2 separate regions of the Gossypium hirsutum genome follow, and region 1 is linked to region 2. Evidence: chromatin contacts called from public Hi-C data. All regions are on one chromosome and are shown on one strand. Each heading gives the region's core, a stretch centred on a gene start, on an enhancer-like site or on the middle of the called end of the contact. The rest is flanking DNA. Distances are from core to core; before and after follow the strand shown.

Region 1 (3,773 bases), core at 370-2,869, 500 kb after region 2:
TATATTTATATATATATTTAAAAATGACAGAAGATATCCCAGGTTTATTGTAACTTGAAAGAAAGATCCCTATTTATTGCCATGAGCTTCATAACAATGATTAATCAACCCATCATAAAGTATAGTAAACATGTGACAAGAAAACAGGTTTTGTTCAGGAAAGTACTGGCAGAAATAAGGTTCTATAAATCATGACACCCTAGAAAGTCAATAAAGCATGATCATAATAGAAGATCATAGTCTTCAAACTCAATTATTCAACTGTATACTCGATTGATGAATAGAAGCTTTAGAGCTTTTCTTAACATAAAGCAAGGACGACATGATAAAGAAAAAATAAAAACAGAAAGGTGAATGAAGACGTTTGTATATTTAGTTAAGATTATTACCTCAGCATGCAGCTTTTGGTTCTGAGCTTGGAGTCCATCATTATCTGCTTTGATCGCTTCGTACTGTCTCTTAAGGAGATCATAGTCTTTTTCGAGCTGCTTGGTTTTCCATCTAGCTCTTCTGTTTTGAAACCAAATAGCAATCTGCCTTGGTTGCAAACCAAGAGCCCTAGCCAGCTGCATTTTTCTCTCAGGTTCAAGCTTATTACCCAACTCAAAGTTCTTCTCAAGAGTCTTTACCTGCTCCATGTTAAGTCTTCTCTTCTTTTCTCCTGCCTGTGAACCATCATCTGATAAATCATCCTCCCCATTTGCTTCTTCGCACACATCTATCCCTGAAAATGACATTGATCTCTTCCCAAGAAATGATGCCACACCTAAAGGAAAAATCAAAATATTCAATCATATATACTTTCCATATATAAACTGCTAAACCCTTATTTTTTTTCTATTCAGTAGAGATAGAAAGATATAAAAAAATACCATGGAAGTCTTGGGGCGGGCAAGAAGGAAGCATTTGATTGATAGAAGTTGAGGGTTGATGATCTTCTTCATGAGGAGATTGGAGCATGAAATTTGCTGGGAAAAAAGCCATCCCATTGCAAGACATGACCCAGCACAGCAGTCAGGGGCTCAGGGCCTTAATAAGCCTCTATTACTACTAACAAAACTCTATGTTCATCATCTGATGACTGTCATGCTGTTGTTCGAGGAAAGAAGGCTATGCAGCAGATCCTCGGCTCGGATTGGACACAAAGTTTAATGTGAGAAAAGCAGAAGATAGATTTGATTATGAAATAATAAGGAAAATTGGAATTTCTTGAATTGGAAGGTGGTGCAGTGATTTGTTAAAAGGGGATAGCTTATATACCTTATCAACTACTTGCAAAAAAAGCTTTCTTTCTTGTATAATATATTTTCTGAGAGAGGGAGAGAGAGTTATGCATGAATGATGAATACAGTTCTGCTTCTCCTTATATCAGGATGGATTTATTTGATTAAAAAATATGTTTTTAATTTTATTTTCTTTTTATAAATAGGACTTTGCTTTTGCTATCGCAGATGGAAAAGATGTCTTTTTAAAAAAAAAAAACAGTAAACAAAATTTCGTAAGAAGTGGTTTAAAAAAAATAGCAACAATTTTTGAAACACGCATTTGCTTGTTTAGGACAAAAGTGAGAAAAGAAAAAGAAGGCATAGTTAGAAAATTAAATGGGAATTGAACCTGGTAATAGTAATGTGATGCCTCCGAAAATATTATCAAAGAGTGATTCCAATACCATCCTAACTCCAATTATTTGAGGTCATTTTCATTGTATTGGTCTTTTTTTCTCTACCACTTAAGAGACAATGGCGTATTCATGTTTTAATAATGTGAACTGGGTGACTTAGAGAGAGGAAAAATAATATAATATACATAAAATAGGCCTAACAAAATTTGATTTTGTTTTTGTTTAAACAAGTTAATTAAGAAGAAAAGCAAAGTGTTCATATGGGTGAAAAAGAGTTTAGGGTTTCTTAGAAAGAGAAAATTGTGATATTTTACGGTGTCATGGGTGTGTGAAGAGAATAAGAGTTGCTTAAGAGAAAAGAGAAATGAGTTGGATCATTCATGGATGATTAGATATGTTTTGGGGTCTAAAGTGAGGGGGATTTACAATGAGAGAAAGAGAGAGAAGGAATCTAGGGAATGGGTCCAAAGAGGGGGGCAGGGCAGGGACTACCACCTAACCACCAACAGGTATCGTGCATTAGGCCTCTTTCCCATCCATTATCCTTTTATCAGTTTCAGTCCTCCGTATTTGAATGCGTATCCATTTCAAACTTCTTTAATTTTTAAGTTTTTTTTTTCCATCATCTTTTGTAAAAAAAAAAATGTAAGATTGAGAAGCCGAAACAAAAACTCCTGTTTTAAGGACCCAAGAAGAGCTGGTCTGTTTTGTCTTTGAGCCCCATCTGTCCATCTCTATCTCAATCAATGCTTTCCTTTCTTGCCTCATGCACTCACTCGTTTCATGTCCTATCCTCGTCTTCCCTTTCTTAACTTCATTAATATCACTCCACCTCACTTAATAATTGATACATGATCTCAAAAAAAAAAAAACCCAGAGTGTGAATTCGGTCTATGAACTTCCTAAACAAAATCAGGATATCTGATTAAACATGGATGCTTGATGCTTCCATTTTCATATGGATCAAGGGTGCCAGTCAGTCTTATTACGCCCCTCATCCAACTTTCACCATTCGATATATGGTTATAACCTAACCAACAACAGTCAAATATGTTGTTGTCGTACCTCTATCCCTTCAAAAATCTCTTTACTGTTGCTATCCATGTCTTGTTTGATATATATGCATATTTTTAACCTTATTGAGCTGTGGACTTCATTTGAAGTGTAACCAAGTTTTTGCTTTCTTTTTTTCTATTTCTTATGTTTTCTGAATTTATAATTTTTTTTCGCTTGGCTTCTATTTATGGCTCCTACCACGATCATGACGATTCATCTCTTCTCTCTCTTACACCATTGTTTGCAAATGAATAAAATGAAGAAAATTCATTGGATGCGTAATTCCGAACTTTTTTTATCTTTTATAAAAATTTCGAACTAATTAAGGGACATAAAGTTGAAAGATTATATTGAATTTGTTAGGATGAAGATGTTTTGCATCTGATGAAATTACATATGATGTTGACTAATGATTTATGAGAATAAAAAAGAGAGAATAACCTTTATGCTATATATATATTACTCAAAAATGGAGAGATGAATTTATGACATGACATAAGTACATTATAAAATGCAGTCACGTTAAAAAGATATAGTCGAAAAAGCCCTTTTCTTGTAACAAACATAGATAGAAAATCAGAAGACACCTTCACAATGAATTTCTTAATTGTTCAAAGGCCAAGAGAACCCACAAATTCTTTTAGCTTTTACCTCTTCTAAATAGTAACACAAAATACAAAATCTATCAAGAGAAATACAGCATTAATGTTGAGTAACTGAAACCCTTGTTCATGATCAATTACAGGAAGATATAATAAAGATATAAAGTAATTGATAACATGCAAAAGAATAGTACAAAATTACCTCCTGCCATGCACAATATTAAAATATCACCATTCTATTTCTATTCAGAAGGTGAAAGTGAATGAATTTACTGATTAACATTTCACCATTCTTTTTATTGTTTTTCGGTTTAAAGTTTAAATTCTTGAATAAATTATTTTGTGAAAGCAAGGAAAGAAAAATGGACAGGTAGGACCCAGGAAAAGAATTTAAGTATACAGAATATGGCCCCCAAATGAGGTAAAAATTTAGCCACATATAAACGCACAACTGCCACACAATTCGTAGAGGATGCAACAGCCTGCCAAAATTC
Region 2 (3,801 bases), core at 678-3,177:
CAATTGCAGCTGATCTCATTGTCTGTGGAACTCGCCCTGTGGTGTAGGAAAGAAACCAAATTTTGGTAGGTCGAAATTGAATTAATGATGACAGTATTTACAAAATCAGATGGTCTTACTTGAATCAATGGGTGGTTTGGGAGAGCTACGAACAGACATTTTGTCTACAATGGATCTTTCATCATAATTTGCGTCTTCAGTTGTTCGTGATCTTCGAATAATCACAAACATCAACAAAGCAATAGCTCCTGCAATGGCAACAACGCCTCCAATGATACCGAGTATTAGACCCAAGTTGATCCCAGGCTCCTCCTGCTCCTTGCTTTCCACGGGCTTAACAGCCAATGCTTCTTTGTTGCAAAATGAATAAGGATGTTGGCGATTTGAATTCCCAGTAGACAGACAATTCCATGAACTAATGACTGTTTTGTTTCTGGAGTTTGATCCGATGCATGAAGGGAGTTTCCCTATCAAAAGGTTGTTTGAGATATCTACAAAGGAGAGGTTGTTACTACAACCTGTAGTGGAAGCAAGGGCTCCGCTTAATTGGTTCTGGGCCAAATTAAGATACTGAATTGAAGCCAAGGAGAATAGAAACGATGGGAGTGGTCCCACAAGTCTATTAGAAGAGATGTCCAGCCTCTGGAGCTGATTGAATTTCTTCAGTCCTGAAGGGATCTGGGATCTAAATGAGTTGTTGCTCAACGTGATACTTACAAGACTTTGGCTCAATGAAGGAAACTGAGGTCCAAGGAGGTTGCCACCCAAATTCACAACTTTAAGGAGTGGTAAGCCTGTAAGATCTGGAACGCTCCCATTGAACAGATTATCAGCCAAAACCAGACTTGTTAGATTCTGGAACGATGCAATCTGCTTAGGAATCCTGCCGGAGATGAAATTAGAGGTCATGTTGAGAGCTTGGAGTGAATGAAACCTGTTGATCTTGGGAGGCAAGGGACCCCATAACCCCAGGGACACCAGGGACAATACTCTCAAACTAGAAAACTTGGTGAGGACAGTGAATAATGAATCCATGGAAAACTTGCCGGACAAACCCTGTGGTCCAGAACCTGGTACAACATTCGCTGGAGAGCTCCTGTTTCCAACGATGGTTATCTCCGTCACGCGACTGTTTGCACACACAATCTTGAGAGAAGGAGAATGAGGGAGATAACAGAAGTTGGTCCACTTTGTCCATCCTTGAAGTACCTCAGGGTATTCAAGAAGCTTTTGAACTTGGAAAAGAAGCCTGGTTTCGGTTGAAGTAAGCTGACCTATTGAAACTGGAACAACCATGAATATTGTACAAAGCAATAAACTGAAACCCACCCTGGAAGTCTCCATTCCTGTTGAACTCAAAAAGAAAAAGAAGGGAAGATAAACCTTAAAAAGTAGGAGTAGAAGAAGGAGAAAACATTTCTGGGAAAGGGAGCAATCACATTAACTTGATGCATTCAGTAGCATAATGCACACATCCTTTTAGCGCATAGAGGCCCAGCAGCACCCAATAAATGAAGTTTTCATCTAAAAAAGACAAATATCTGATCTGGGTTTAGCTCACTACTTATTAAAGGTTATAGGATAAAGCTGCTACTTTTACTTTACTACACTTAAATTTGTTGGAAAACGCATTTATTTACAAAGTAGATGAGAAGGTGAATTTAAAGAACGAAAGAAAGAAAATGGTTCAGTCAACTTGAAAATCAGAATCAAAAATCTAAGGTGGGAACTGGGAACTTCACTAGAATAAATAAATATTGGCAATTAAGTAGACCATGCAATGATACTGCCTGGAAATCCTGATACTACGATACAAGATCTATCATATTAAATTGGAGTTAAAGTCAACTTTTGGCTCTCAGTTCAAACACTTCCGTTTGCGGCAACCTCGGCTTCATGTTACGCTAGAACTTTGAGGACCGGAAAGTGATGTACAGTGCGTAAATATTAAAATATTTATATATCCCTTAGTTAACATTTATTAAATATTTTTCAATTTTTTGTTATTTTCAAATTTTATTTTAAATATTTTTAATTTTAATAAAAATTTAATTAATAGTAGCTAAATAAGTCAATAAAACAGCACAAAAAGCAAGGTTGAATCACGTGTGTAAGTTACCAAAATAGTGTCTTTACATCAGTATCCCATAACTAAAAGCAGTGCTATATAAGGAGCCCGCCGGTGGAAGTGTGAGGGGAAAATGACGGGAATGGCCCCCCCCCCCCGGTTTGGCCGTTTTCCTGTGTCACCAATGCCGTTTTGTCGGTGAGATGATTAAAATAAAGGTGAAAAGTTGTCAATTTTTCAAACACGGATTTTAATGATGTATTAGTTTTACCAAATCCCTTAACTTATTATATTATTCTTTTTTGAGGGAATGGTATCCAATTATCCATCCTGTTTTTTTGTTCTTAGCTTACCTGCCTTTCTTCTGCTTTTTCTTTTGTTCAATGCTTAGCTGCCTTCCTTGATTATTATGTTTTTTTATAAAATATTGAGAACTGTGTGTAAATATACGTTTGATATTATATGCGCATATTCAAGATTTATGAAGCAATGGGGCTAGTTGAAGCATGGTAATGTAGTAATTATGTAATAGGGGAAGGGCGGTTTTATATAGCAAGGAATAAAGATGCACATGGAATGCCTTGGAGAAGATGCTTTTTTTTTTTAATCTAGATTAAGAAGAGGGAAGGTAAGTCCTACTTTATTGATGGGATCCTATCATTTATATAGAAGGAAAAAAGTTTTTTTCCATAAATTTTATTCATGTTATTTACTTTCTTAATAGCAGTATTCCAGAACATAGAAAGACTAAGTATCCAATATCTGACTTTTTTTCTTTTTTTAGTTTTTTTGGTAATAAAGATCCGATTGTATGCCAGTATATTTTTTTCTCTAGGTGCCATCAGAATTACTTAGGTTTATCCAATATGTACTACGCATGTTAGTATAATTGTTTTGACTTGTCCGATGATGCATAGTATGTGCCAATATATTTTTTTTGATTTATCCGATGATGTACAGTATAATTGCTTTGGCTTGTCCAACGATGCACAGTGTGTGCCAATAAATTTCTTTCGATTTATTCGATAATATAGTACAATGCTAGATTCAGATGCCAGTTGGTTAATTTGTATATCCGTCTTGAAATCCAAGTAAAGTCAATAGGATTATATAAACATAATTTGACTAGGCTATATGGTAGATTGAAATGAAATATGAATAGATTTGATATAATTGCTCACATATGAATTGTGATATTCAATAGCATGTGAAAGACCATGTAAATTGGCTAGAAATGAGCCCCTGGGGGTGATTGAGTATTTACGAGTCAATAAACTCAAAAATGATTAAATTGATGAGATGAAAATAAATATATAAATCAATGAATGTGAATATATATATAGGAACATATGCTTATAAATGGTGATATGAAATAAGCAAATGAATTGATCACTAAGTCTATGTTACAATTTGGTATACGAATTAGTTGAATAATAGACTTGAATTGATTATTTGTATTTGATAACAATTATGTTATACTGATTTGATTTATAGAAAGATTATTGAGTTTTATCATGCAGCGTGCAATTTATTTTTTCATGCACAAGTTAGGTCTCAAATGAGATCTCGAGCATCAACTTCAGCATCTAGTCAAAATCCCGAACTCGATAATGTTTGTATAAGTCTCTTTTGTTGTTTACAAGCCATGTACCTAGGTTGAGTCAAATTTGGAATATAAAGTTATGCGTCTATGCACTTATGGTTAATGGTTAATATTAGAACTTGGTTAAATA

Evidence for each region. Hi-C and Micro-C count contacts between places; a contact is called where the count stands out from the background.
Region 1: a contact with region 2 is called in a Hi-C map of leaf, with 4 times the contacts expected there. The contact joins the promoter of LOC107951095 here to the promoter of LOC107887115 in region 2. A contact is called at or near these places in 3 of 34 Hi-C or Micro-C datasets (hypocotyl and leaf).

What each region holds. Positions count from the first base shown.
Region 1 is chrA03:57,693,343-57,697,115 of Gossypium_hirsutum_v2.1, forward strand. It overlaps LOC107951095 (homeobox-leucine zipper protein ATHB-13), which reads right to left and starts at 1,620. Exons shown (of 3, transcript XM_016886013.2): 1 at 873-1,620; 2 at 390-766. The coding sequence starts at 999.
Region 2 is chrA03:57,195,169-57,198,969 of Gossypium_hirsutum_v2.1, forward strand. LOC107887115 (probable LRR receptor-like serine/threonine-protein kinase At1g14390) reads right to left here and starts at 1,928. Exons shown (of 7, transcript XM_016811260.2): 1 at 120-1,928; 2 at 1-36. The coding sequence starts at 1,344.